4 separate regions of the Sus scrofa genome follow, and regions 1, 2 and 4 are each linked to region 3. The links are chromatin contacts, called in public Hi-C and HiChIP or PLAC-seq maps. All regions are on one chromosome and are shown on one strand. Each heading gives the region's core, a stretch centred on a gene start, on an enhancer-like site or on the middle of the called end of the contact. The rest is flanking DNA. Distances are from core to core; before and after follow the strand shown. Region 1 overlaps CD44 (CD44 antigen). Region 2 overlaps CD44 (CD44 antigen). Region 3 overlaps PDHX (pyruvate dehydrogenase protein X component, mitochondrial). Region 4 holds the start of CD44 (CD44 antigen).

Region 1 (6,591 bases), core at 3,873-6,372, 160 kb after region 3:
TGGCTTTTTGCATGAGCCATGTTCCTTAAAAGCAGCAAGTTATGGTTGGCCCATGCCAGCTGTGTATGAAATGGTAAAGATTTTGATCCAAACCTTGTGGCTTGAGTCGGATTTAAAAGCTTGTCAGAAATGAGTTCTCTGGAGCCTGGCATTTGCCAGTGGCATCTGTGGTTACAGATGAGATTTCCCAGATTGAAAGTTCAGGAAGAGGTGTGAATTACAAGCCGTTAACTCCCGGGGCCCTTGGAACTGTACTGAGCCTGGAAACCTTTTGGCTCAGATCTTTAAAAATATCTCCACAATCCAGCCTCTTCCTTTGTGGGGTTTCTGCTTTAAAACACTTGTGTGACTCTTAAAAGCATCTGAAGAATGAATAGTGGGAGGGGGCTGGGACTAGGAAGGAGGTGTTACTCCCACGAGTGTGCACACACACCTGTTCTCATTTTAGGATCTGATAGAAGGAGAGAGGGAGAGAGGGAGAGAGAGAGAAAAAAAATGAGGAAAGAGAGCAACTGAGTCATTAAAATATGACCTGATGATTTCCGAGCCCTTCTGATTCAGAATCACTGGAAATTCAGACCTCTCCTTGGTCACTTGTGATACTTGTTGCTGCAAAGAAATACTTTTGCAGCTATATCACTTCACTGCTGACGTATTTGAAGAGGAAAGGGCTGCCCTAAAGGCATGGTTCTTGTTCTATCACAACCCACCTGTCGGTCTAGATCAGTTGTAGGTGAATTGTAAGTGCAGAGCTACTGGCAACTGAGTGCCAAGGGTTATGAAAGACTTTCTTTTCTTATAAACTGCAGCAGACTCATGGCTTTCCTAGAAAAACATGCATGATCCCTCACTTGCATTTGGGTAAGATTCTTTTTTTTTTTTTTTTTTTTTTGAGTGACAGGGAAAGAGGCCACTGGGGATGGCAAGGCACCTAGGGTCCATTGGAGTGTGATGGCATGGTCCCTCCTATGAATGGAAGCGGTGCTGTGAGGGAAAGAAGGTAAAAGCCATCAATCTAATGAAGCAGGTACCGTCCGTCATGGACAGAGCAGAAGTATTGAGCTGCTGTCACAGGCAGGTGGAAATCCAAGCCATTCATTAGGCTTCGCCCCTGACTGTGGTCCTGAGACAGTCACCTCTGTCGAGGGCTCTTAGGTCCCAGGGCAGGTCTGGTTTTTCCATCTCATTGGGTCTAGTAGTTACCCGGAGGGGGAGACAGTAGGAACCAGCTCCCATCCACCAACGCTATTAGCATGGCCCCAGCAAATACAGATCCAGGGGTGCTCAAACCATCTGCCAAGAGGCATTATCCTGCGACTCCCTTGGCATCTCCTGAAATTAAGCAATGAGGCAGGCATTTCTGTGCTGATGTCTGAGAGGGGCCAGGCTGCCTGACCCCCTAACAGTGTAAACATGGATCAGTTTCATAACTTCTCTACACCTCAGTTTTCTTATCTGTAATAAGCTCTGATGTCAATAATAGTCCTTCTCCCATATGTGAATTTTGGGGATTAAATGACATAATCAGAGTGAAGCACTTAGCACACAGTAGGTGCTCCAGGAGTGTCAGTATTGCCGGGGAGCCCAGCCACAGGCTGGCAGGAGGACCTGTCCCAACCACAGCCCACAGGGCCCTTGCCTTTCCAGCCCCCAGGTGGAGAATGTGTCCCCAACAGAGGGGTGTGGCTTTGGTAAGCAGCTGGGCAGACTCCCATCAGAGACCAGGGAGCGTCCCAGCATTTGACTCGGCACCCTGCCACTTTCACAGAGAATGTTGAGTCAGTTGTGATGTGAGCCTCCCTTGTTCTGTCTGCAAAATGGGGTGAATGATGTGACCTCTCAAAGCTGTGCTGGGGATCACAAGGTATGACATCTGTCACCACCACTAAGGTCTGATGAGGAATAGCAGCTCCATGCATTCCGGACTCTTTTCTTTATCACTTGAGAAGATGCTGAAAGAGACAGGAAAGAGGCAGTCAAGGCCAAGCTGGAGACACCTTGGACTGCACAGTGATGCTGAGCTCTGTGGGCCTTGGTGGTGGCCTTTTGCTCCCCTCCATCTGGAGGGCTCTGGCGTGAAGAACAGCAGCCTGCTCTCAGTTTCTGAATCTATAAATCCTGCTGAGTCCACTGTTCTCCAGCCTCTGTCCCTACAGAATAGAGTTGGGAAATCAGACTTTGCTATCTCCTCTCTATAAGGTGAACCAGGGGTCGTCTTTAAGAAGAACTTTAAATTGCAAGGTGTTTTTATTCTTGAGACTGGGGGGGGAATAAAACCATAATACTAAGTCCATAGAGGTTTTAAATTGTCTTTATACAAGGCATTTCATTTTGGCTGTCGCCTTTGAGCTGCAGAGCCCTGTGTCACTTACTTAAACCTCTGACTCTCGGCTTCCATGGCTGTCATATCGGGTGAGTAACCGTCTTAGATTCTCCGAATGCTTTGGAGGCCCTGGCCCATTGCAGGCCTTGCCAAATGGTATGATTCGCCCCTGTTGCCATGATTTCCAGAATGTTCCACGCAGCCTTGGAGAGCATTGTGGAGGGTGTCAGGACCATTGGTGGGGTGGGGTGGGGGCTGGGCAAGGATGAGTAGCTGGTGGATGCAGGGTTTGGCACCTGCCCTCCCCGCTCCCTCCAGCTCCCATTGGGGCACTTCTGCTGTCCCCTATCCTCAATATTGCAGTTTCACCTGAGAGCTCATGGGGCGGGGATAGGAGGAAAAGTATGAAAACCATCGCTCTTGTCTCCGAGGGCTGCCACTTTACCCCTTAGCTTGTTTGACAACCCAGGACGGAAAGGACAGCACCGCAGGTAATGGGGACCATAGGAAGACCTTGAAAATCTGGGTTGAGGGCTTGGTTTTACTCCAGCTCTGTAAGACTTTGGAGTCACTGCATCTTTTGCTCCTTAGTTTCTTCATCTGTAAGATGGGGCCATAGTACCTACCTGATACTTTTGGACATGGAAGTGCTTCCTAATTGGAAAAGGAAATTCCCCCACAGGGAGATGACTGACGCTCACTTATTCTGCTGGGTTTGGAGCCCAGGGGTGTCTTAATTAATACTGGATTTGTGAGAAGCCATCTGAGGTGTTTCTACCATGCCAGGTGTGCATGGCACTCCCTTCCCTTTATCCCACCAGCTCTAAGCGCATCCTAACTTATTTCGTCCTGGGAGGTGGGTGTGAACCTGGGAGCTAGAATGACTCATTCAAGGGCACACAGCTTATGAAGAACAGGGTTTAGACTAGAATCCATTCATCCTTGACCCAGAGGGGGGCCCCTGGCTCTTCAGCATGTCAGCGACCCACTAACCAGCCCCAAACACTGCCATTCCCTGTGAGTGACAGTCTCAGCCTTGCTCAGCTTCCTTGAAGAACTTCCTCAGACCAGACTCAGCCAGTTCCTCAAAGATCTGGTGACAGGCTGGAGCAAAAGCTGTACCCAGACTAGGTGATGTAGCCATACCTGGAACGAGCCCCACCCCCACGCCCAAATCTAGTTATGAAACAAAATAACTAGGCCTCTTTTTTTTTTTTTTTTTTTTTTTTTTTTTTTTTTGACTTGCAACAGGAAAAAACCCCATGTGGGCCCCTGAGATGCGTTTTCATTTCGTTTACCACATCCTGGGGTTTGTGTTCATCAGCCTGCTAAATAGATACGATCTCTCAGGGCCAGAGCCAAACATGTCCCGGTTGCCATGGCAGCACGCAGGGGCACACGTGATGGTCCCCTTCCGCCAGCTGCCTTCCCTTCCGGGAGACTCTCTCACCAAAGACCACCTGGCCTTGCAGAATTGGGCACTGAGCTGACAGTCTTAGGACCCACACTGTCCTTGGCCAGAAAGTCTGTTGGATCAGGAGTGGGGGCCTTAAAGGGCCTCCCCCCCCACCCCCCCCACCCCCTGAGTTCCCATCACCCCACCAGGAGGTAGGGGTGGGAGTCTTTCTTTCTTCAGACTCTGTGAAAACAACCAAAGAGCTGCCCTGGGCCAGTCCTTGGGTGGCCCCCACTGAAGGGCCAGAGTAGCGGCTGAGAACACCACCTGGTGTTCCACTCTCCTCTGACAGAGTGGATGTGACGGGCCCTTGTTGGTTTCATGTTGGCTGCCATGATGGGCTCCTTGAACAAGAGGCTGAGAGGTCAGGGGGTCCATCCAGGCGCCAAGAAGTTGGGGTGCATTTCCTTTCTGAGTGCCAAGAGTTGAATAGCTCAGTTGAAAACAACCCGGGATACGTTCTGGAGGAAATTCTCTGGGTATGATGGTGTGCAACTATTTTCTCTGCTCATTAAACCCTCACCCACCCCCAGGGCAATTCCGGGAGAGACTGAGTCACTCAAGACTCATGGTCTGCCCGGGCAGCCAAAGGCGATTCGGCCACTGAGTGTGATGTTGGCCTCATTCAGGAGTGGATGCTGAACAATAGACCCTTTCACCGGGCACCCATCACATGGGCGTCAGAGGATGGGGGCAGCAGGAAGGCTGCCAGCCTTCTGGACTGGCAGGCTGGGTGGCAGCAGGGGCTATAATAGCCAGGAAGACTCCCAGATGGAAACTTCTGGGCTGGGAAGATATCAAACAATTACAGTGAGGAACAGAATGGCTTCTTCATGTCCCATTAAGACAGTGGATTGTGACTTTATTGGAACGGCTTGCTCAGGCCTCTTATAAAAGCAGTTCAGTAGTCAGAGCGCTGGACTGGGGGGTCAGGAATCTAGCAATTAAGGACTCCAGAGGTCCTGCTGTTCTCAAAATCTGGCTTGAGACCGTCTTCAGTCATTGTGGGTTTTGTTTTCTGTTGTGTCTCAAGAGAATTTGGGTAGAAGTTGTCTGTCATCCCTCTTGGCTTTAAACACAAATGATCCAATTAGCAATAGTGCTTTTAAAAAAATACTGGCCGTTTCTCGGCCTCCTTCTGATCAGAATCAGTTTGGTTGGATTTGCGAGTTGCATAACATTTTTCAGACATGAGCTCAGCAAATCAGAAGACAGAAACAAAATCCTGGCTCTGTCATGATAAACACCATAAAGATGAAAAATGTGGAGCATCCACCGGTGCTCTTGGCTGCCTCTGCCCAAGAGGCTCGCACGTGACCGACTCCAGGAGCTTGATGGAGTAAGATGCTGTTGGCCTGGAGTACCATGCTCCAGCTAGCACAGCCTGGTCTGTGGAGAGTTTCAGGTTGGGCAACAAACATCTCCAAATATTGTGAGGACATCTCGTGGTCTGGCATCCCAGCCTTGGGCCAGCCCTGAGTCCGGGGTCCTCTCTTCATGCTGCCGGACCTCAGCCAGAGCCCTTGGGCTGTAAAGGGCAGAGGAGCCCTGAGGCTGCAGCTGGGGCTGGAGTCTCTGATCCCCATGGGGATCCTGGGAAAAGGATCCTCTCCTGAGAGACCCGGCCTTAGAAGGGAACCCATGACAAGATGGGAAAAGCGCAGAGAGAATGAGAGCGAGTGAGCCAGCCCACCACTGGGGAAAGCAGCGTGCCTGGGGGCCTCAGAATCTCCCCATGGAGAAAGGGGATGGTCCATTAGGGCAGGTTTTCCCACTGCTGTCTTACCAGGCTCTTGGGCAAAGGGCTCTGCCCTTTTAAGCCTTAGGGTCCAGAATCAAGAGACTTCTGATCTAGAAATAGTATTTAATAAGCTCACATTCCTCTCTCCAGGGCTCTCTTTTAATGGTCAAGTTTCTGCACTTTAAGAACTACATGGAGAATAAGAGTGTTTCCTGTCACGTAGCATCTGTCCCACGGCCAAGATGTCACTTAACTACAGCGTGATCTGGGGCAGTGCCCAGTCTGAAACCCTGGTCCACCGGCCCCTTGCTCGGGTTATTCGTGTCTTCTCAAAGAGTTAGTCCCCTCCTGCATAAAATGGGCGTAATAAAAGTGCCTACCCCGTAGGATGGTTGTGAGAATGAAATGAATTCTTAAGTGTAAAGTGTTGGAAACCTCGTAGGGGCCAAATGAGGCACTGGGTGAGTGCCTGCAGTTGTTAACACGGCGGTGGGAACCACACAAGCCATGGAGTTGCAGGAACTGGCTTTGTTCCCATCTTCGAGAAGACCAGCTTCCCAGACACATAGACTACTCGAGACCAAATCAGTAGGAAGAAACAAAAAATCTAATTCTGCCTCATGTCTCCTGAGGAGATGATAAAAGGGACCAGGAAGGCATATCTAGGTGGCGCCTGTTGGAAAATACATTAATTCGTTTTGGACCATCTGGGGAAGTCTGGTTGGGAGAATGAAGAGCGTCTGGGTGCAGTATGATCATAGACCGTCTTCGGTGGTCCTTCTCTGGGACACACTGCGTTTGCCAAACTCTCCTGAGAGACCCGGCCTCAGAAGGGAACCCATGACAGGATGGGAAAAGGCCCAGCTCATCTCTGAGATGACAGCTGCCAAGTCCAGGCAGACAGAGCCAGTCACAAAATTGCAAGTTGGTCTCTGAAACATTTGCTTTCAGGGCAAATGCACAGGTTCTCAGAAGCAGACGCTGCAGGTTAGAGACATTTGAAGGGTCCACTAGGGAATTCTCAACCAGGCCCAGCTATATTTCTTTTAGACGTGATGTGGAGAGCGAACC
Region 2 (7,031 bases), core at 11-2,510, 180 kb after region 3:
TATGTTTAAAAAAAAAAAACAATGTACATGTCTTAATTAAAGATATCTTATTGCTAAAAAATGCTATCTTTAACCTTAATTAAAGATATCTTATTGCTAAAAAATGCTAACCATTATCTGACAACACAGGGTTGCCACAGACCTTCCGTTTGTAAAAAGCACAATATCTGTGAGCTCAATAAAGTGAGGCACAAATAAATGCATTATGCTTGTATATGTCCTGTTGAGACCAACAGTCTCTCTGTCGCCTGTTTCAAATTCTTGCTTGAAATAGATGAAATTAATAGCAATACATATTACATGTATTGAGAAGGGAGGTAGGGACCAGGCGGGAGAAAGACCATTTATTGAGCACCAACTCTATTTTGAATAACTACACCAAGCCTTTTCCATGCAGTGTATCATATCGTGCTCATAATTGGAGGTAGTGTTACCCATATTTTACATAAGATGAAACTGAAGCTCAGAGAGTTACCCACCTTGTCAAGAGCCACACAAAGTGGGATTCCAGGAATTCCCTTCATGGCTCAGTGGTTAACAAACCCAACTAGGATCCATGAGGATGTGGGTTTGATGGTGTAGGCAGGCAGCTGCAGCTCCGATTTGACCCCTAGCCTGGAAACTTCCAGATGCCCGAGGGTGCGGCCCTAAAAGAGCTCTAGACACCCTCTTTCCCTGTCCCCATTTCCAGGGTGGGTGGGTGAATGGGGGAAGGTTCATGTTCATAGTGCACTGTTCACTCTGTGCCCCCAACAGGAGGTAGGTAGTTAGATGTTATTTTGCTTAACAGAAACAAACAAAAACAGCTTTGAAGTCACTGCCTTATAGGATAAGCCACAGTCTTTCCTATAGTCAGAGAGTGTCAGCGGCCAAGTTCTGAAAGTGCCTTCTCTGTCTGCCAGCTATTGTTAACCGCGATGGCACCCGCTACACCAAGAAAGGTGAATACAGGACCAACCCCGAGGACATCAACCCCAACATGGCTCCGGAGGATGATATGAGCAGTGGATCATCCAGTGAAAGAAGCACTTCCGGGGGTTACAGCATCTTCCACACCCACCTTCCGACTACTACGCACCCAGACCAAGAAGGTCCTTGGGTCTCTAGCAACCCGGAGGATACCCCAGCTACCAGTAAGGAGAATGAATCCCTGATCTTTCCAATAGCGATTCGTTTGCAAAAACAGCTCTGATTTTCCTCGTGCGTTGATTATCCCTGTCTCTAGAAAGTGGTGACGTCATGCGGCGGGGCTCCTGTGGTTGTCAGTGCGCTGTATGCGTGGACAGCTACTGCCAACAATTTTTTTTTTCTTTCAGTATACTGGAAGTGGCATATTGGAAGTTTTTTAGAAGAACTTCCCTTGTTCTCTTGTCCCAGAAATATGGGGACAAGTCAAGCCTGATGCAGAAACTGTTTTCATTTTTGCAGGTTTCCTTCTTGTTCTTATTCATTTATGGATAAGATTGTTTTCACAAATTTGGGATCATAGTGTATGCTTACCATTTCCATTTGCTACTTTTCTGCAGCTTAATTTTTTTATTTTTATGTTTTAGCCTGATGTATAGTCATATTAATTGTGTAATAATTTGTCATATTCACTACCCATGATCTACTAAACAATTCCTTTGTTTTTGGTCTAAGGAAGCATATCTGAAGGAGTTATCTGGTCAAATCAAATCTCCTTCAGAAACTATATTAGTGCCGTTGGAACAATCAATTTGGTACATTGGTGAAAAAAAATCTGCTTGAGTTTTATATTCCAGCTGGTGGGGAGAGGCTCTTAAAACTTGCTTGGTTTCGTCTGTGAACTCATTACTTTGGGACTGCTAGAGTGGAGATACGTAAACATTGCATAAGATTTCTTGGGGTTCTGGCCCCTGGTGCTTTACTTTCATGGGAAAGTGTTTACATCTTCCTCTGGTCTCCTTCTCTGCTTCTCTCTTTTCTTTTTCCCTATGGTTTGTTTTCAGACGGGTTTCCAGATTGGCCGTGTTCTTCTGTGCAGGATTATTCAGACTCGAATAGGCCATCTGCTTCTTTAGGAGCTTTCTTAGTATGATGTGGATTTTCTCTTTCCCTGGCTATGGCTCTTGAGGGGTAGAACTCTGGGCTCCAAAGAGTGTGGTGGAAATCTTCTGGTTTGCAAATGCTCAAGACGGGGCCCTTTTCTATTCCTCACCACCCAAAAGCCAGGGAATTGGGAATTTACCAGAGTGCTATGATGTAATGCAATGTTACTTTCTCAGCCTTTTAAATTTCTGTTAGCATCTGGCTGAGGGGGCGGTACAAATAGGGTTGGGTTCTGGTCATTCTCCGTAGATGCTTTGAAACATTCCAAAAAACACGTTTTTCAAATTTCCCATGATTTCCTGGAGTATTGGCTCTCTGGAGATTGTTCCACTGTATTATCTATAATCCCATGGACCACCCTTCTTGAGAGAGAAGCTTCTGCAAACCAACCGTGTGGGGCTGCCTGTTACTCGCTGCTTCTTGACTTCTCTGCCTTTTGCAAATTAGCCACATCGAAGGTACTTATCATCAGGGCACGTGATTTTGTCCAGTGTTGGCAAACATGACAATTAGAGGTTTCAGCAGGAGGCAGATCAGATCTGTCCTAAAGGACCATTTCCCCCCAAAGGAGAACATCGTGGCAAAATATGAAGAGGAAATGAACATTTAAGCTGCTAACAGACTACATAAACTAGTGTGCATTTCATATGTGCTTTAGAAAAGGCAATGAGGACATTTTATAAATATTCATAGCACATCTTTTAAAGACTGCACCTTTCCTACCAAAGTTAGTCAGCAAATATATTTTGAAGACCTACTATGTACCAAGCTATTCTAATGCTTGGGATCCAGTAGTAAACACCATTAGAAAATAATATTGAGGAGATGTAAGGATTATTAAGCTAGTCATTCATTCAACGGATATTTGAGGTCTTCTCTGTGCCAGATGTTGCTCTGGTTCCTGGGGACGCAGAGTTGGACCTACTTTCCTGGAGCCTATAGACTGTTCAAAAATCAAGGAAAAGATTAAGCTTATCATATGTTTCCTTAATAAAACATAGTTCAGGATTTCAGTTGAGAAAAGAATCATGCTTTCCTCTTTCAGAGCACGTAGGTAGCTAAGTTTCTTTTAGTAGTTTAGGAAGAGAGAGAAGTCTGTCCAGCAGAGTCAGTCCAGTGCCAACCTGAGAGTCATAGTGGAGTTCTAGGATCCAATATGTCAGCTCCAAATAAATCAACTCCAAGAAGGTATCAAAAAAAAACCAAAAACAATCAGGTAGAAACTTAAACATAGCATATGGCGTACTTGAACAAGTTAGCGCTAAAAAGTTCCTGAATAACCATATTTTCCAAGCCCAGTGAGGAGAGTGCCCAAACCTCATGATTCAGGACCAGGTGTTGGGACTTACTGAGAAGGAATGATTGCAAATCCTCCCTAATGCACACAGGAGGGCAGAGGTCAAGAGGCGGGCTGCCTGAGCACACAGAAGTGCGTCTTTGGCTTATGTAGCTCAGTCCATCCTTAAGGGTCCTTAGTGGGTGGCAATAGGGAGAGCCAGTGCGAACAACCATCTAGGTAGGTTTTGACTTCCAGCAAGCTTTTTATTATAAATGTTTTTGGAAGTGCCTTCCTGGAGGAATGTCATCAGCCTCTTTTCTGTTGGTGATCTGGAATTCTTTGGAATCCAAAAACTTTGGATTCTTTGGAATCCAAAAACTAATTTGGGAAGTAGACTCCTGCCTTGGAAAACCCTTTCCTTGTCTTCTGGTTGTAAAAGAAATATATGTATGTACATATATTTTTTTTTCTTATTCTTTTTCTTTTTTTTTTTGGTCTGGCATGATCTACTCGGTTGGAGAAATTGAAAACTTCTGGTGAAGCAGCAGCTTTTTTCATTTTCCCTGAATATCATAAAACTCATTTTAGGAAAACAGAAATAATGCCTATTTCTGTCTTTCTCTTGTATATTTACCTCCCATTGGTCTCCACCTAATGGGCAATGGTGGCTGGAGTTCTGCATCTTTAATAACATTTCTGAGGTACCAATGGGTGTCTATAGATTTTCCAGGGAGGATGTCCAGGTTTATCTGAGGGCATCACTGGTGGAAATGACTTCTATCTCTTTAGTCTGTTCTGTGCAAATGTGTCCTTTGTAGCATAGCACATATTGTGTAGGTGGTTGACATTGGGTGTGTATAGCTTTTAACCTGGAGTAGGTTCTAGTAGTTATGACAGGCATTCAAGAGCCACCAGAAAAAATACGCAAAATGTTGAAAATATGTGTGTGTAGGATCTCGTTTTAAAGAAGAGAAGCCATGATTTATGTCAAGTTTTCAAAGGTGTATGACTCGAAATAGTTTTTAAAAATCTCAGCTAGGGAGTTCCCGTTGTGGCGCAGTGGTTAACGAATCCGACTAGGAACCATGAGGTTGCAGGTTCGATCCTTGGCCTTGCTCAGTGCATTAAGGATCCGGCGTTGCCGTGAGCTGTGGTGTAGGTTGCAGACACGGCTCGGTCCCGGTTGCTGTGGCTCTGGCGTAGGCCGGTGGCTACACCTCCGATTAGACCCCTAGCCTGGGAATCTCCATATGCCGTGGGAGCGGTCCTAGAAAAGGCAAAAAGACCAAAAAAAAGACAAAAAAAAAAATCTCAGCTAGTATTGATGTTTATCCTGATGATCTTTGCCATTCTTCTTCTACAGGGAAAACGTTCTGGATTCAAGTCCAACTCGAAAGTCTAGTGGGAGATTTCAAATTGCAAAATCACACTGATTATTCTTGTCTAATTCAAATAGAGTCCAACATTTCTCTCATTTGGGCAGTTGTGTTTCTTTTCTGGGAACACATTCTGAATTAGAATTAAGAGGGACGGAAAGTGACGGATACTTGAGAAAGCTGTGTCTGATTTCAACACTTTGAACACATACCCTTTGCAAAATTCTCACTCAAGTAAAAAACTTGACTTGAGATAAATGAGTGTGGGTGAAACTTTGAAATGCTAGTTGTCATCACAGGATACCTGGATAAAATGACAGACCCAAAAGATATAAGCAAGCACTTCTGAAAAAAAAAAAAAAAAAACCCTCCAAAAATAAATGAGTGAAAGCAACTTTATGAAATGCTGCAGAGAAGACTTTCAGTTGATGGCTGGATTACCCAATCAAGTAGATACAAAATCTCTTTTCCATCATGGGTTATGAAGTTGCTACTTGATATTGCTCCCTGTATCCAGGGAGCTCAGGTGACACTGGGTAGCACTGAATTGATACTCATACAGAGTTTGCATTTCTGAGTTGTGCTTAACAGTCTAAAGAGTTGTGCTTAACAGTCTGAAAAGATAAAATCAGTCCTCCGTCTTCTTTCTTCTCTAATCTTTAGCCTATAATAAATGCATATATTTTATATAGATGGGACTGAGAGAAAAGGTTTTCTAGAAAGACCTCACTAAATATTTTCATAATTGATCCAGTTACTTCAGCTGTGCCCTCAAACAGCCATACAGCAGCTCACATGCCATACGGCCGTACAGCAAATAATTGGATGTGGTCCTGGTTTGGTAATTCCCAGTCTAAGACTCAGGATCAGACAACAACCGCAACGACAGGTAAACTGTTATGTCTCTTGCTTATCTGTTGTCCAGAACCCCAAGCTTTTCAGTGTTAGGGGAGAGGACACCTACGATCATGTCAAAGTTTCCTCCCGATGCGCCATCACCGTCCCGAGTGAGGACAGGGCCTGGGACCCTTTCATTGATCAGAGTGGCCCATGGATCTGGAGACATGACTGGATGCTCCTGAGAATGTCCTCCTTGGTTTCCCTTTGTCAACATGCACAAAAAAATTCTAATAGAATGATTTTTCCTTCCAAAGCTTCAATGAGGAGATTGTGTTCTCTGGAAAGAAGTCTCTTAGAAAACGCATACTCCTGCTTTCTGCTGATCTAATGATCACAACCAATAAGACTAAAGTAAAATACTGATTTACGGATGGAAAGTGTAGGCCCTGGACACTTGTGTGGATGTCTAAAACCTGAATTTCCAGTGTAGGAAGTGACCTGTTGCTTTATGTCAGAATCTAGGCCTCTAACAAGCTCCCTGGATGTTTGACTGTTAACTGTAAATCACTATAAGTGTTTTGACTTGAGAGCTTTTTTGGGAAAAGATTCTAAGTCTATAACAGTGGGAGAGTTCTCATTTCATTTAACTTTTGTTGATGGAGGATATGGCCATATTTCAATATAATTAGGTGTATTTTTCTGCAGAAGAAAAGTTATAAAGTGGTCGTTTGCATTTGCTTAGCTGCCAATGCATTGAATAAATTGTATATTTTATTTTGACAAATACCCCTAGGAAAATAGTGCTGATGTTAAGTTGCAATTACATATAATTAAAATAATGCTGGGGGTTGTTGAGAGAGAGAGAGAGAATTTAAAATGCAATTTTAAAATGTTTACAATGTTTATCTTCCTAGGATAAACATTGTGAAGGAAGAGGTCTTCTTGTCAGTACTTCATCTTGGGGCCATTTCTGGGCTTTCTTGATAGCTGGAAAAAGGAACTCTAATTCACCTTTCTTTTGTATTTGGGAATTTAATGATGGTTTTGGCCTCTTGCTTGAATTTTTTTTTTTTTTTTTAAATCTACTCCTGTCTATTGTTTTTCTGATGCCCGTCATGGCTGCAGAAATGGCAGTCTTTGAAGTTTGCAAATCAAGACTCTTACCTCTGGTCTTGTTAGTGAGATCATTGGGTCACTTTGCCTCTGTCTGTCTTTCCCGGCTGGTCTCCTGCTTTCAAAAACGGGGTCTCAAAATGTTGCTTCTGCTTTGCAAAATCTGGTGTTGATATAAAAGTGACCATGGGCAGGGCTGCTAAAGGATTTGGATTGTAAATGGAGAAAAGTGAAACAGCATCTTTTTCAGTCTTCTACTTCATGTGTCACTCTGCCATGTGTCTGGGGTTGCTGGGGCTGCGTGTCTGGGACTGCGGGCAGGAATGTCATACCCTACATTCTTGGAGGATGAT
Region 3 (6,196 bases), core at 3,191-5,690:
TCTTTTTATTCCCATGTGGATAATTAATTGATTCAGCCTCAGTTATTGAAAAGCTTACTTGAGAAAGTGATCATGGATGTTTGGTCTTTTCCTGTGTTCTCTCTTCAATTGGCCTGTTTGTCCTTCCCTTGCTTAATACCAGCAAACTACAACTTTTGATATCTGATCATGAAAATCTTCCAATTTTGTTCATCAAGATTGTCTTTCCTGGCATTGTGTTTCCAAATAAATTTCAGAATCAAGTTGTCCTTTTTGTACACATACATACACACATACATACCAACCATACTGGCGTTTTGATTGAAATTGCTTTGAATCATTTGATCAGTTTAAGGAGAATTGACATCCTTGAAGTGTTGAGTCTTCCATTTAGTGAACATGGTATAACCATTGTTCACTTAGTTCCCTGATTTCTTTCAGTTTTGTTTTGAATTTTTTTGTTTAGAGGTCTTATGTATGTTTCATTAGCTGTATTCCTAATTTTTATACTGCTGTAAATGATATTTTTAATTTTATTTTAGAATTAAAGCAACTCGTGTGTAAATATAAGATAAATTTTTATATTGACGTATTATCTAGTAATTTAGCTAAAATTCATTTTTTAATCTTACTAGCTATCTGTAGAGATCTAAATTTTCTTTGTATCCAATCAGTTCATCTGTGAATAATAAAGGTTTTTTTTTTTCTAGTCCTCATACCTTATATGTCTTTTTCTTGCCATATTCCTCTGCCCTAGGACTTGCAGCTCAATGCCAAATAAATGTTTATATTAGATGCACTATTTTTATGTGTTGATGCTTGTTTTTCAATACCATTGTAAACGATACTGTTTGTCCTTGGTCTTTGTATAACTTGGTATAAGGTTCTGTGGCACAGTTTTTTAATAAAGTAAAAATACATGACTCTTGATTAAGGACATCCCACCTTCAGAGCTTTCTGTTTTCCCCTAGTATTTCCAACTTGGGGATGTTTGGCATCGATGAATTTACTGCAGTGATCAACCCTCCGCAAGCCTGCATCTTGGCTGTTGGGAGATTCCGACCTGTGCTGAAGCTCACTCAGGATGAAGAGGGGAATGCCAAGCTGCAGCAGCACCAGCTCATCACCGTCACAATGTCAAGCGACAGCCGAGTGGTAGATGATGAACTGGCCACCAGATTTCTTGAAAGTTTTAAAGCAAACCTGGAGAATCCTTTCCGACTTGCCTAGTCCTCTGAGATAAGAAGTTGGTCTTTGACTTCGTCAATTGTATAGCTATTACTGAAAAACTTACACTATACGAAAACGATTAGGTATTTAAGTGTGAAGTGGATGAAATGTTTATTTATTTAAGATGAAAGAGTTTGACCCAGGTTATCCTCTTTATCAACCCGGGTTTAATGTTATAGAACTAAGTAACAAGCTGTAACTAAGAAGAAAGAGAACATTTGGTTAGTCAGATCCATTTTTAATTTAACCACTGGTGCTGTACAAAATGGATGTTAAACTAGGTGTCAATTAAATCGTATGTTTGGCTCATTGGAGCATTTTAGAATAATTGAGAATGTATAATATATTGTAAAGTCAACTAATTGGTAGAACTCTACCTTAGTTGTGTTGAAGTTAGAAGCGGTCTTCAAAGAGATGCCCGTTAACGTAGCAGTGGGACCTCACTTCTACAAGCACTGCTCTAGCTATACTTGAACAATTTAATATGTACAGAAGTTTATTCTGGATACTAGTAAATAAGAATCACACTGTATTAGGGGTTGTGGCAACATTATTGGATTTTTTTTTATGTATATAAAGCCATATGTTTTAGAGTGGTTTCTATCAGTCCTATTTTACACATCTATGACACTGTGAACTAAAAAAGAATTAAAGAAAAATCAAAAGTGAAGAAAAAGAGACCAAAAATTTTGTTTGTTTCAATAATAAACTATAGTTAAAATACCTAAATAAAATTCAGAAATAAACTGCTCACCTTCATACTGAGTTGGAACATATTTTAAAAAATTATGCTATTTCCTACCAAACATTTTAAGTTAGTTTTGATGTAAACACAAAATGTTGTTTCATAGTGCATTTTAATCATGTTTATATTGCAAAATAAAAATGTAAAAAAAAAGTAAACATTTGTGTTGTATTTTACATGTTAGGGCACAGAGATTTAGTGCCTTGAAGTAGATTAGTAATTTCCCTGGAACAGTTTAAAAGGGACTCTATAGGAGGAAAAAGAATTTAAAATTACAGTTGACCCTTGAATCACTCAGGGTTAGGGGTGTGGACCCATGAAATGGAAAATCTGTGTGTAAGTTTATGGTTGACTCTCATATCCATGGTTCCCCATCTGGGGATTCAGTCATCTAGGGCTCGAGTAGGTCTACAGTACGTATGGATTGAAGAAACTCTGTGTATAATCAGACATGCGCAGTTCAAAACCATGTTCAAGGGTCCACTGTAAAATTAGGAAAATAATGGATGTGGAGTGTAAAACTTTGGAAAGAGAGTAGAAGGCCTATGAAGCTTGTGAGAACTGTCCCTTTTATTCCATTGATAAGATGAAAATTTGCCCGATTGTTGTAAAGGTTAGAAGAGCTTAATATCTCTCTTTTAACAACTCTGCTACATCTGACAAGGTAATCATAACCAGAGTGGGATGATGATTTAAATAACCAGTCACAGAAAGACTCATGTTCGTGTTTGCTGCCATGAATCACCAAGAGAGTGACTGTGTCGTCCAAGCTGTGTGCTATGGCACGATGAGCAAGTTAGGCTCTCACAAAAGAGCTTTCTGAAATGCTTAGAGCCCCAGTACATCAACTGCTAAGAAATGCTTATTCCACTCAATTTTAACAAGCCGTTTTTTATAAACAATCTCCAGACCTTTTGTCATATTGAGTTATACTGCAAATTGTAACCAAGTGCTATTTACAAAATAACTTTGATGAGTTACATTGATTTTCAGTCAGTTTTAACTAAAATTTTTTTTCTCTTAATTTTTATATCTGAGGAATAGGGCATGAGACAGCCGTAGGTCACCATCAATCCCTGGGAGTTCTGTTTTTCCAGTGGTCGACACACTTAAACTCTAGTGCATCTGTTTCCCTGTAGGTGACATGGGCGATGATCCCCACTCCCGCCTGCCTTAGAGAGCTGCGGCGAACCGCGCAGGAGAAATGCTGTATAAATTCAAGACATTTCCATTCTTCGTGGATGTCACAGCCAGGTTTTCACGTAATCAGTTGTTTCTCATGGTTTGACTTTTGGTGCAAATGCCCATTCATTCTGACTAAAAGTATTTTCTCCAATGTGTTACGCTGCTTAGGTTTATGTAAGAAATTGCCATTTCTAAAAATAATTCTGTTGCAGCATGAGGTCAGAGAATAACACGGATTTGAGAAGAGGGTGTGGTGCCCTTGACTGGGATCGTAGCAGAGAATGAACTGTGTGCTGTATGAGCAGACTGTCTCCCACATTATAAATTTATATTTATTTATTTATACTTATATTGTATAAATATACAATATATATTTATACAATATATTTATTTTGTATTTATATTTATTTGTACTTTTACCCTCATTTAAATAAGGGAAATGACCTAAATGTTGGGAAGACTTTTACAGAAAAAGCAACACATTTAGTTAATACCTGAAAATATCAAGGAGTGTTAGAATTTCAAAGTCAAAACAGCTCCGCTTCTCCCTAACCGCAACTTCTAGTTAACATTTCCAGCTACAGTTTGTTCATTGACCATTTTTGTGGAAGATTAAGATCTTCAGTACACAGCTGGCCAGACTCCCTTGTTTAAAACATTACTAAGAATTTTCTGTATTCTGGTAGAATGATCTTTTATGCACTGTCAAATGAACCTTCTTAGAATTTTCTTTTCTTTTTGCATTTTGGACTTAATATCATACTAAATTGTACAGGCCAGCTGTTGCAAAAGTAAAACTAGTTTCCTAACCTTTTATTGAAAGATAGGTGGTGCTCTAAGTTAATATGTTGTAGTTAGAGTGTGGGAGAAAAATTACAATGGCAGTTAACTTTTAGTTTTCAAGGAAAATTTGTCCTCATTACCCATTGCATCATGACGGACTTTATCTCAGGCGAAGTGGAGCAATGAAAGAACCAAGTGTGCTGCAGGTAAGAATTAACCATTATTTATAATGTGCTGTTATTAACGGGAAACTCTTGTTGACTTTTGAAAAGGGAAGTAACAGGGCACACTTAACTTTAGGATTAGTCTGGCCATTGTATGCAAAGGAAGTCAAAACAGGGTCAAGGGCAACCGTCAGCAGAACCAGCTAGAAGCATTTGCTATAATGAAAGCTTCAGTGAATTAGATTCGTACCAGGTCAGGTGGCTTTAAAGAAGGGAGAAATGTAAGAATATTTGACATGTTTGTTTGCTGTGGTATATTAGAAATCCACAGGTGGGTGTGTGCCTTCAGGGAATGCGGCAACAGTGATGCTGTTCCCCAGTGCAAAACACAAGTCCTCCACGGCCCCCATCACCAGTGTATAAAAGGTTAAGATTCTGATGTGTTATGTTCAGCAAGTGGTGTATTTCAGGATTAGACTGTTCATAAATGGGAAACGCAGCAGTCCTCTAATAAAATCATTGTAAATAGTTATAGATTGTTTTCGAAATTGACATTCTAGGGTCTCTTATTGATTTCAAGAGCTGGGGACAGGCAGGATGTAGTTTGTCTAGACTCGCGTAATATTGAAGACACCATTTAATTGAAATTATAAGGTATATAAAGATGTATTTTGAAAAACCATTAGCCTCTGTTAGTGGCAGTCTTTTATTTCTTTGATCATATAAAGTTTACTTTCACTTTTTATCATTTATCTGTATTTGCAAACAAATCCAAGCAGTCTTTTTTTTGTGGGGGGAGGGGCTCACCTGCGGCATACGGAGGTTCCCAGGCTAGGGGTCTAATTGGAGCTACAGCTGCTGGCCTACACCATAGCCGCAGCCACGCCAGATCCAAGCCCCGTCTGCAACCTTCACCACAACTCATGGCAGCACTGGATCCTTAACCCACTGAGCGAGATCAGGGATCAAACCCACAACCTCATGGATCCCAGTTGCATTTGTTTCTGCTGCAGGAACTCCCCAAGCAGTCTTTTTCTTCCCAGTTAAGTAGCTACTTTTTAAACCTCTAATTTTAACCTCTGCTATGTATGATATATACTGTTAAGAGAAACTTGGACTTTTATTAAAAGCTGAGAAATTATTAGCAAAATCATAAATTAGTGATGATTTCCCTTTATTCACACCTTAAATAACTTATTTTCCTGAAATGTCTTTGTTTATGAAATTATTACTCCTGTCACTAAAAAAATAGGTCTTTAAAAATAAGATAAAATTATTAGTCATAGCACTTCATAAAGCGTAAAGTATTATATAAATAGGTCAATTTTTTTTTTCCTGCTGTACAGCATGGGGATCAAGTTACTCTTACATGTATACAGTTTTCCCCCACCCTTTGTTTTGTTGCAATATGAGTATCTAGACATAGTTTTCAATGCTACTCAGCAGGATCTCCTTATAAGTTGTATCTGATAACCCCAAGCTCCTGATCCCTCCCACTCCCTCCCTCTCCCATCTGGCAGCCACAAATCTATTCTCCAAGTCCGTGATTTTCTTTTCTGTGGAGATGTTCATTTGTGCTGGATATTAGACTCCAGTTATAAGAAATATCATATGGTATTTGTCTTTGTCTTTCTGACTCATTTCACTCAGTTCCATCCATGTTGCTGCAAATGGCATTATGGCATTCTTTTTTATGGCTGAGTAGTATTCCATTGTGTATATATACCACATCTTCCGAATCCAATCATCTGTTGATGGACATTTGGGTTGTTTCCATGTCCTGGCTATTGTGAATAGTGCTGCAATGAACATGCGGGTGCATGTGTCTCTTTTAAGTAGAGTTTTTTTGTCTGGATATATGCCCAAGAGAGGGATTGTGGGGTCATATGGAAGTTCTATGTATAGATTTCTAAGGTATCTCCAAACTGTTATCCATAGTGGCTGTACCAGTTTACATTCCCACCAGCAGTGCAGGAGGGTTCCCTTTTCTCCACAGCCCCTCCAGCACTTGTTATTTGTGGACTTATTAATGATGGCCATTCTGACTGGTGTGAGGTGGTATCTCATGGTAGTTTTGATTTGCATTTCTCTTATAATCAGCGATGTTGAG
Region 4 (6,633 bases), core at 473-2,972, 130 kb after region 3:
CCCCTCAACCTCTTCCTCTGATCAAATGTTCAAGTCATTCCAAACTGCTCTCCACAATCAAAAGGTAATTACTTTCCCTCAGAAATTCTGGCACAGCTCCTTCAGGGTCTTTTTTGTCAGAATCACTGGTAACCACTGTCATTTTCTGTATGTCTCACCAGGCAAGAATTCCATTAAGATTTACTTTCAGTAGTCCACATGAGCAACAAATACTGCTTCTGCATTTCACATATTAAATCACAGTATATTACGGATAGATATGACAGTGTGATATAAGGTAGGGTTTATGCCTCCCCTGAAGAATATGACAATTTCCTCCTCCTTTCGAGATTTGTTGGGTAGCCTAGATGGAGGAAAGTGGATTAACCCTTGCATAGATAGGAATATACATGGCAGCAAGAAAGAAGGGATAGACGCATGGGTGGGTGAGAGGGTGGATAAAATGGTGAATGGATATGTGGAGGATGGATGGGTGGATGGGCGAATAATGGATGGATACATGTATGATGAGATATACGGGTGGATGGAAGGAGACGAGGACAGTGTATAGATGGATGTGGATTTACAAAGAAATATGAGGAGTTCCCGTAGTGGTGCAGTGGTTAAAGAATCCGACTAGGAACCATAAGGTTGCAGGTTCGGTCCCTGCCCTTGCTCAGTGGGTTAACGATCCGGCGTTGCCGTGAGCTGTGGTGTAGGTCGCAGACGCGGCTCAGATCCTGCGTTGCTGTGGCTGTGGTGTAGGCCGGTGGCTACAGCTCTGATTGGACCCCTAGCCTGGGAACCTCCATATGCCGCGGGAGTGGCTCAAGAAATAGCAAAAAGACAAAAAAAAAAAAAAAAAAAAACAAAAAAAAAAAACAAAGAAATATGAAAAGATTAAGGACAGCTGGATGAGAAGCTGGATGAGAGGGTGGTTGGAAGGATATGTGGTTAGATAAATGCATGGAAAGAAGGATGGATGGCTGTGAGTGTCTACTGGATGGACAGATGCACGAGCCCTGGAGGGAGGTAAGGTAAGATGGGTAGAGAGATGAATCAGTGGATGGAAGGATACTTGGGAGGATGAATGAGTGTGTGAGTGAGTGCGTGGATGAATGGGTGGATGGTTCCAGGTGCCAGCCTGAGGCTGGATGATAACAGGTGGGTCAGTGGCTGGTTATCATTAGCCTTCTCTGAGTGGTCCTGATAAGAATCAAAAATCCACCTGAGGCTGTGAACTTCCTTCTCCTTCGAGGGAAGAAGAATGTGCACTTCCTCTCTTCCCTGGGAAGAATCACAAGCTCCCCATCATGGGCAGGGAAGCACCACTCTCCAGGGCAGGACCTGGCTCTGTCCCAGCTCTTCTCCCAGAATATCCAGCTGCCTCTGAAAACCCAGGGAGAAGAGCTCCCCAGCCAGATGCAAAGAGAAACAGTAAAGAGGAGAAGCCAGAGGCTGATCCCAAAGGGCTGAAGTTTTACGACTCAGTCATTCCCTGCTGCGTCCAAAGGCTGGGCTCCCAGTCGCCTCTGGAGCGGAAAGCCGGTGCCTCCCGGTACGATGGAACCCCGCGGCCCCCCGGGGCACCCGCTTTGGCACCCGGTGTTACCATCTCCGTGGAGAAGGGGGCGGGGGCAGCGAGGCCAGCGCCAAGGAGAGCCGGTACGTCTTTAAACTTCTGCCGGCTGCTTAGTCACAGCCCCCTCGCTTGGGTGTGTCCTCCGCTCGCTCCCTCCCTCTTAGGTCACTCACTCAACCCTCGAATAAAAACTGCACCCAACTTCCCAGGCGCCCTCACTGCCAGCCGGACCCCAGCCTCGGACAGGTTCTGGCGCCCTGCTCGTCCAGTGCTCTGCCGGCCCCCGCCCAGCGCCCCGGCCCTTCCATGTCACCCGCTCACTCTCTCCGTCGTTCCGACGCCATGGACACCTTTTGGTGGCGCGCAGCTTGGGGACTCTGCCTCGTGCAGCTGAGCCTGGCGCAGATCGGTGAGTGCCTGCCGAGGCGGTGGGAGGGAGTGACAGGAGTGGCCGGGACCCGCCGGCAGTCGCGCGGGTTGAGTTGGCCCTGGGGCACCTGAGTCAAGTGGGCGGCGAGCGGCTGGGATTTGGGGAAGGAGAGCCGGGCACGGATTTGCGCTAAGCTGGTGGAGAGCCTGTTGGTGGAAAGCACCGTTTTGTTGAAAAGAGAAAGAACGAAGAAAAGTTTGCTGGGCAGGCTGCCGGCGGTGGCGCGCAGTTTTGGGTGAGGTTGTTGGAGCCCTAGAAGCACAAGGCAGAAAGTAACTGTATTCCTGGGCGCGCACAGCCCGCGCGTCTGGACTAACAGGCTCTGGTGCCCAAGGGCGCTGGAAGCCCGGCTGGGCTGTGGCCGGGCAGAGCTGGGCAGGGCAGGGACAGGGGCTAGGGCAGAGGCAGGGCTGTTGGCGAGGTGGCCATAGAGGTGGGCACAGTGGCTATGTGTGAGGGCTGGTGGCCATGAGCTTTCTAGAAAGGGGTCCTGGGTTCCAAGGCTCTTACAGTTGGCTCCAGTCACTAAGGATCTTAACACTGTGGGAACCTGAACCAGCACTGTGGCAAGGTTCTGGGTCTCCACGAGGTGCCAGCCTGGGTCAGGGAGTGTGAATAGGAGAGGCACTGACTGGGCCAGCTGCTAGGTCCTGGCAACCTCCTGCTTCTGCCGATCAGTTAGGGGAAATCCAGCCAGCAGCGATGTGGCTCGTATTCCCTGCCTGGCAGCCTCTAGGCAGGATGGGGGAACCTGGGCACCAGGGTGGCATCAGGAATCCTGGATCTGGGGCTGCCAATATCCCATCCCAATAGGCTCCATGCCCTTCAGTGGCTGTTGGGGGGAGAGGCTGTGTGTGATGTATTGGTGAGGCTGAACTCCAAGCATTCCTTTCTTTTGTCTATAGAGGTACAGATAATTACATGGCTGATTTGGTTATCGCTAGAAAAATTAATTATTTTTCTTTTAAGAAGTGCCAGCTGGGTCATTAGAACAGCTCAACCTATGGTTAATTCCACTCAGCAAGTGTTTATTAAACACAACCCTGGGAGTACCAAGAAAGTAAAAGACACAATCCTAGTTGGGTGCATTAGAAGGACATGTGGGGATCTAAGATGTAGATTCCTCAAACAGAACAAAAGTAATCACCGATCATAATAATTAATATTAATAGGGATGACTGCACTAGCTACTATTTCTTATGCACTTTTGCTGTGCCAGGCACTGTGCTGAATTCTTGACTTGGGTTATCTCATTTCACCCTTGTGATGGCCCAGTGTGGTGTTGTTAGCCTTTTTTTTTTTTTTTTTTTTTTTTTTACAGGAGGGAAACACAGTGAAGCTCAGAGAGGTTAAGTGACTTGCTGATGTTCACACAGCCAGAAGGATGGGTGGTCGTGTGAACCAGACCCCTGAGCCTATTGCTTAATCAGAATATGTTAGGCTGGGTGTGTGGCATAGACAGACTCTCAGAAAAGATTTTATGGAAGGTGGGGTCGTGGTGGACCAGAGCCCTTAGAGGAGGCTTTCAAAGGCAAGGAACTAGACCTCCAAGGAGCCGTGGAAAGGCAGAAATGCTGGGGCGGGGAGAGAAGAGGGGAAGATTCCAGGGGGAGCCCTGAGCCTGGTCTCAGTGAAGAGGAACCAGGTTGGTGTCTCTGTGACCTCTAAGGAAGTTTATTTGTACATTATGTTCCTGTGTCATCTTCTGCTTTGTTTCTGAGAATTCTGACTCCTGACTCCCTCCATCCTGTAGCCCTGATTCTTCTTAAGGGCCCCATCCCCCAATATTCAGCACTGTCTTGACCCTTGAAGTTCCTCCCCAGACCAGCAGGCTCTCCTGCCCGGAGTTTTTGTGGTCCCTTTGGGCAGCATCATTTGGAGGAAGCGCCCAAAAGTGCCTGTAGCAATAACTGCTGGGGCCCAGGCTTTCATGTGCTTGTAAAGTTGTTTGAAAGGAACTGAGACTTGGAAAGGAGACGTGACTTAACAGCAGGCTTGGGCTGGGCAGGCAGAGAAGGGAAGGAGAAAGAGGAGGCGGGGAGGTTCTGCTGTTGCCCCGCTGCTAGTGGAGGCAGTGGGCTCTGGAGGACAGTGAGGAAACTGTGGGAAGGGGCGAGGCTTCGGGAAGGAAGAAAGCTCCCATCTCCCTACTGGAGAGCAAGAAGTGGCGATGTGGCCGAATGCACTCAAGCAGCATTGGACCCAGACTCTTTAAGCTGGAGAATAGATCTCTTGAACTGGGTGTCACAGTGGGAGGAATAAAGTAGCCCTGGGTGGCGGGCATTGGGGGGAGCCCTCGTCCCTCTCCTTCTCCTCTCCTCTGTGGGTGAGAGGTCATTGCTAAGGAATTTCACTCCTGGTGTTTAGAAAGAGGGGTGCATCTGACAGTAGTGGGGTTTGGGGGTGGCAGGCAGCCTGCTGATCCCTCTGAGCTTTAGAGACCCCCTCTTCCAGGAGTTGGACTTTGGCTGTGTTGTCCCAGGCAAAGAAGCAAGGAAGCAAAACTCCATCAGTGCTGAGGTTAGTTAGCATCAATTACTTCAGATGTTCCCCAAATAGACACACAACGGACATCTTACTTCCTGCCAAGGCAAGGTGCCAAGTAGGTGTGTTTGAGGCTAGCAGCTCATAGGAAAAGTTTCCATTCTTTTTCCAAATTGCCCCACGCAGCAGAGGATGCTGGGCGGCATGAAATTCTTAGTTTATGACAGATCCCCTTCCATTCATTCAAGAAATATTTCTTGACTCATTGCCATAGACTCAGAGATGGGGATTCCAAGGATCATTTAGAAAAACCCTTTCTTTTTCCCGAGGAAGAAACAGATCCCCAAAGAGAAAAGTGACTTCCCCTCTCTCGGACAGAGAGTGAGCGCAGGACACTTTCCCAACCTCAGTTCTCTGAAATACCTCGATCCTCCAGGACTGCTGTGAGCCCCACCTCTGCCCTCGTCAGTGGGCAGGAGAGCATGGGTCCACTGATGTTTGTTTCATGCCTTGAATGCTATCTTAAAACACTCAATACAACTTTGCATTTTCCTCCACAATATTCCCAGTTTGACTTTAATATAAGAATAAGGAGCTATCTTATTCTCGATGATAGCTTATCATCAAGCAAAATTGCTTCCTGGGGAGGAGCCTCTGCACTGTCCAGGGTCTCCTGGAGTGTTGTTGCTGGAGAGTGTTGCCAACTTTAAATTTAAATGCCTGACACTCTGCTCCTGTGCAAAGTAGGGCCCTAAGTCCCCAGCAAATATCATTTACTCAGCACTGACTCTGGGCTAGGCATTCATCCAGAAGCTTCGAATAGGTTATCCTGTATAAGCCTCACAGCAGCCCTATGCACGTTTAGCACTTTCATTTTTTTTTTTTTATTATTTTATTGGCGTATAGTTGATTTGCAATGTTGTGGTCATTTCAGGTATACAGCAAAGTGATTCAATTAGACCTTTGCACAGATCCATTCTTTTTCAGATTCTTTTCCCATATAGGTTATTTACAGAGCACTGAGTAGAGATCCTTGTGCTGTTTAGCACTTTCTAAATTCCATTTTCTAGAGAAAGAAACTGATCTTGGGATAGAACATGATGGAGGATAAGAGGAGAAAAAGAGTGTATGTATATGTATGACTGGGTCCCTTTGTCATATGGCAGAAATTGACACAACATTGTAAATCAACTATACTTTAATAAAAACTTAAAAAAAAAAAAGAAATTGAGGTTCAGGGAGATTGCTTGCTAGGGAGTGGTGGAATTGGGGTTCCTCATGGTCTGACATCCTCCGTGTTAGACTCCAATGCCTGCTCTCCTTTGATTCATTTCTTTGCCTCTGGGGGACTTTGGAAATTATGTGAGGCCAGCAAATGGGAAACCTGGTGTGAGCAGCTCTCCTCTTCCCGCTGGCAGGCTGAGGCCTTTTGGCTGCCCTGCTCTGCCCTGGCCTGTCTCTCTCCAAGCCTGGCCCCAGCTGTCAAGAGATGCCAACCTAGTTATTTGTTACTAAAATAAGTCCATTCCCTTATCAGCGTCCAGCTGCCCTTCTAGACATGCTCTCATTTGCAGCCTTGGAAAAAAAAGGGAGAGGCTGTTCCTTGTCTAAGAGACAAGTCAGGGCAATGCCTTTTGACTGGGGATTAAGAAAGAGGCCCTGCGGAGGCTCTGACCTGTACGCATTCTGGATGCAGTGACCAGGAAGCCCCCTCGCCACATGCTCCGTGGAAACCGGCAGTGTTGAGCAGGTTGTGCGTGCCCCAGGGAGGGTGAGTCTGGAGAACCCCAGTGATCCGGTTCTCTAGGAAAGTCAGGGATCTTGAATGGAAAGTCAAGGTGGGGCTCCAGGGGACACGTGGCCACTCAAGTGAGATTTCAGTTTGGCTTCGGGTGCCAGACCGTTTCCGGGGGTAGGAGGGTAACTGATGGAGAGGAGGTGGTGAGAGGGAAGCCCGCTTCCTGGCCATCCATCCTGGGTGAGATCCGGGCTGTCCTTGTATTTCCCCCGCACCTCCTTTTTAGCCAGCTCCACCGGAGCCTGAAAAGGAAGTGGCTCTTGTGAAAGAATGAGCTGAAGCAGGTGGCAGATGCTGCCAGACAAAGATGCAGTTCTCTAAGGGGATCTTTTCTGTCTGAGAGAGAAATTCTGGGGGTTT

Evidence for each region. A called contact is a pair of places that touch in the nucleus more often than the background predicts. HiChIP or PLAC-seq counts read pairs in DNA pulled down with a chosen protein or histone mark.
Region 1: a contact with region 3 is called in a Hi-C map of subcutaneous adipose tissue, with 1.8 times the contacts expected there. The contact joins two enhancer-like sites. A contact is called at or near these places in 3 of 47 Hi-C or Micro-C datasets (embryonic fibroblasts, skeletal muscle and subcutaneous adipose tissue) and 1 of 2 datasets of contacts at active chromatin or transcription factors (alveolar macrophages).
Region 2: a contact with region 3 is called in an H3K27ac HiChIP or PLAC-seq map of alveolar macrophages. The contact joins two enhancer-like sites. A contact is called at or near these places in 2 of 47 Hi-C or Micro-C datasets (alveolar macrophages and liver) and 1 of 2 datasets of contacts at active chromatin or transcription factors (alveolar macrophages).
Region 4: an H3K27ac HiChIP or PLAC-seq map of alveolar macrophages shows a contact between it and region 3. The contact joins the promoter of CD44 here to the enhancer-like site in region 3. A contact is called at or near these places in 4 of 47 Hi-C or Micro-C datasets (alveolar macrophages, embryonic fibroblasts, retroperitoneal adipose tissue and 1 more) and 2 of 2 datasets of contacts at active chromatin or transcription factors (alveolar macrophages and skeletal muscle).

The regions. Positions count from the first base shown.
Region 1 is chr2:25,854,247-25,860,837 of Sscrofa11.1, reverse strand. All of the region lies in intron 1 of CD44 (CD44 antigen), which reads left to right. Among named protein-coding and RNA genes, the nearest start is that of CD44, 27 kb to the left of the region's middle. Within about 2 kb of position 5,122, at least 30 of the 83 cell types and tissues checked have an H3K27ac peak or open chromatin away from gene starts, as enhancers often do. A contact at or near this core is called in subcutaneous adipose tissue, where this site is marked.
Region 2 is chr2:25,830,045-25,837,075 of Sscrofa11.1, reverse strand. It overlaps CD44 (CD44 antigen), which reads left to right. Exons shown (of 14, transcript XM_013994425.2): 5 at 903-1,133; 6 at 5,480-5,614. Among named protein-coding and RNA genes, the nearest start is that of CD44, 51 kb to the left of the region's middle. Within about 2 kb of position 1,260, at least 2 of the 83 cell types and tissues checked have an H3K27ac peak or open chromatin away from gene starts, as enhancers often do. A contact at or near this core is called in alveolar macrophages, where this site is marked.
Region 3 is chr2:26,010,870-26,017,065 of Sscrofa11.1, reverse strand. It overlaps PDHX (pyruvate dehydrogenase protein X component, mitochondrial), which reads left to right. Exons shown (of 13, transcript XM_003122869.4): 13 at 951-2,112. The coding sequence ends at 1,209. Among named protein-coding and RNA genes, the nearest start is that of MIR1343, 52 kb to the left of the region's middle. Within about 2 kb of position 4,440, at least 16 of the 83 cell types and tissues checked have an H3K27ac peak or open chromatin away from gene starts, as enhancers often do. A contact at or near this core is called in alveolar macrophages, retroperitoneal adipose tissue and subcutaneous adipose tissue, where this site is marked.
Region 4 is chr2:25,879,298-25,885,930 of Sscrofa11.1, reverse strand. It overlaps CD44 (CD44 antigen), which reads left to right and starts at 1,722. Exons shown (of 14, transcript XM_013994425.2): 1 at 1,722-1,970. The coding sequence starts at 1,868.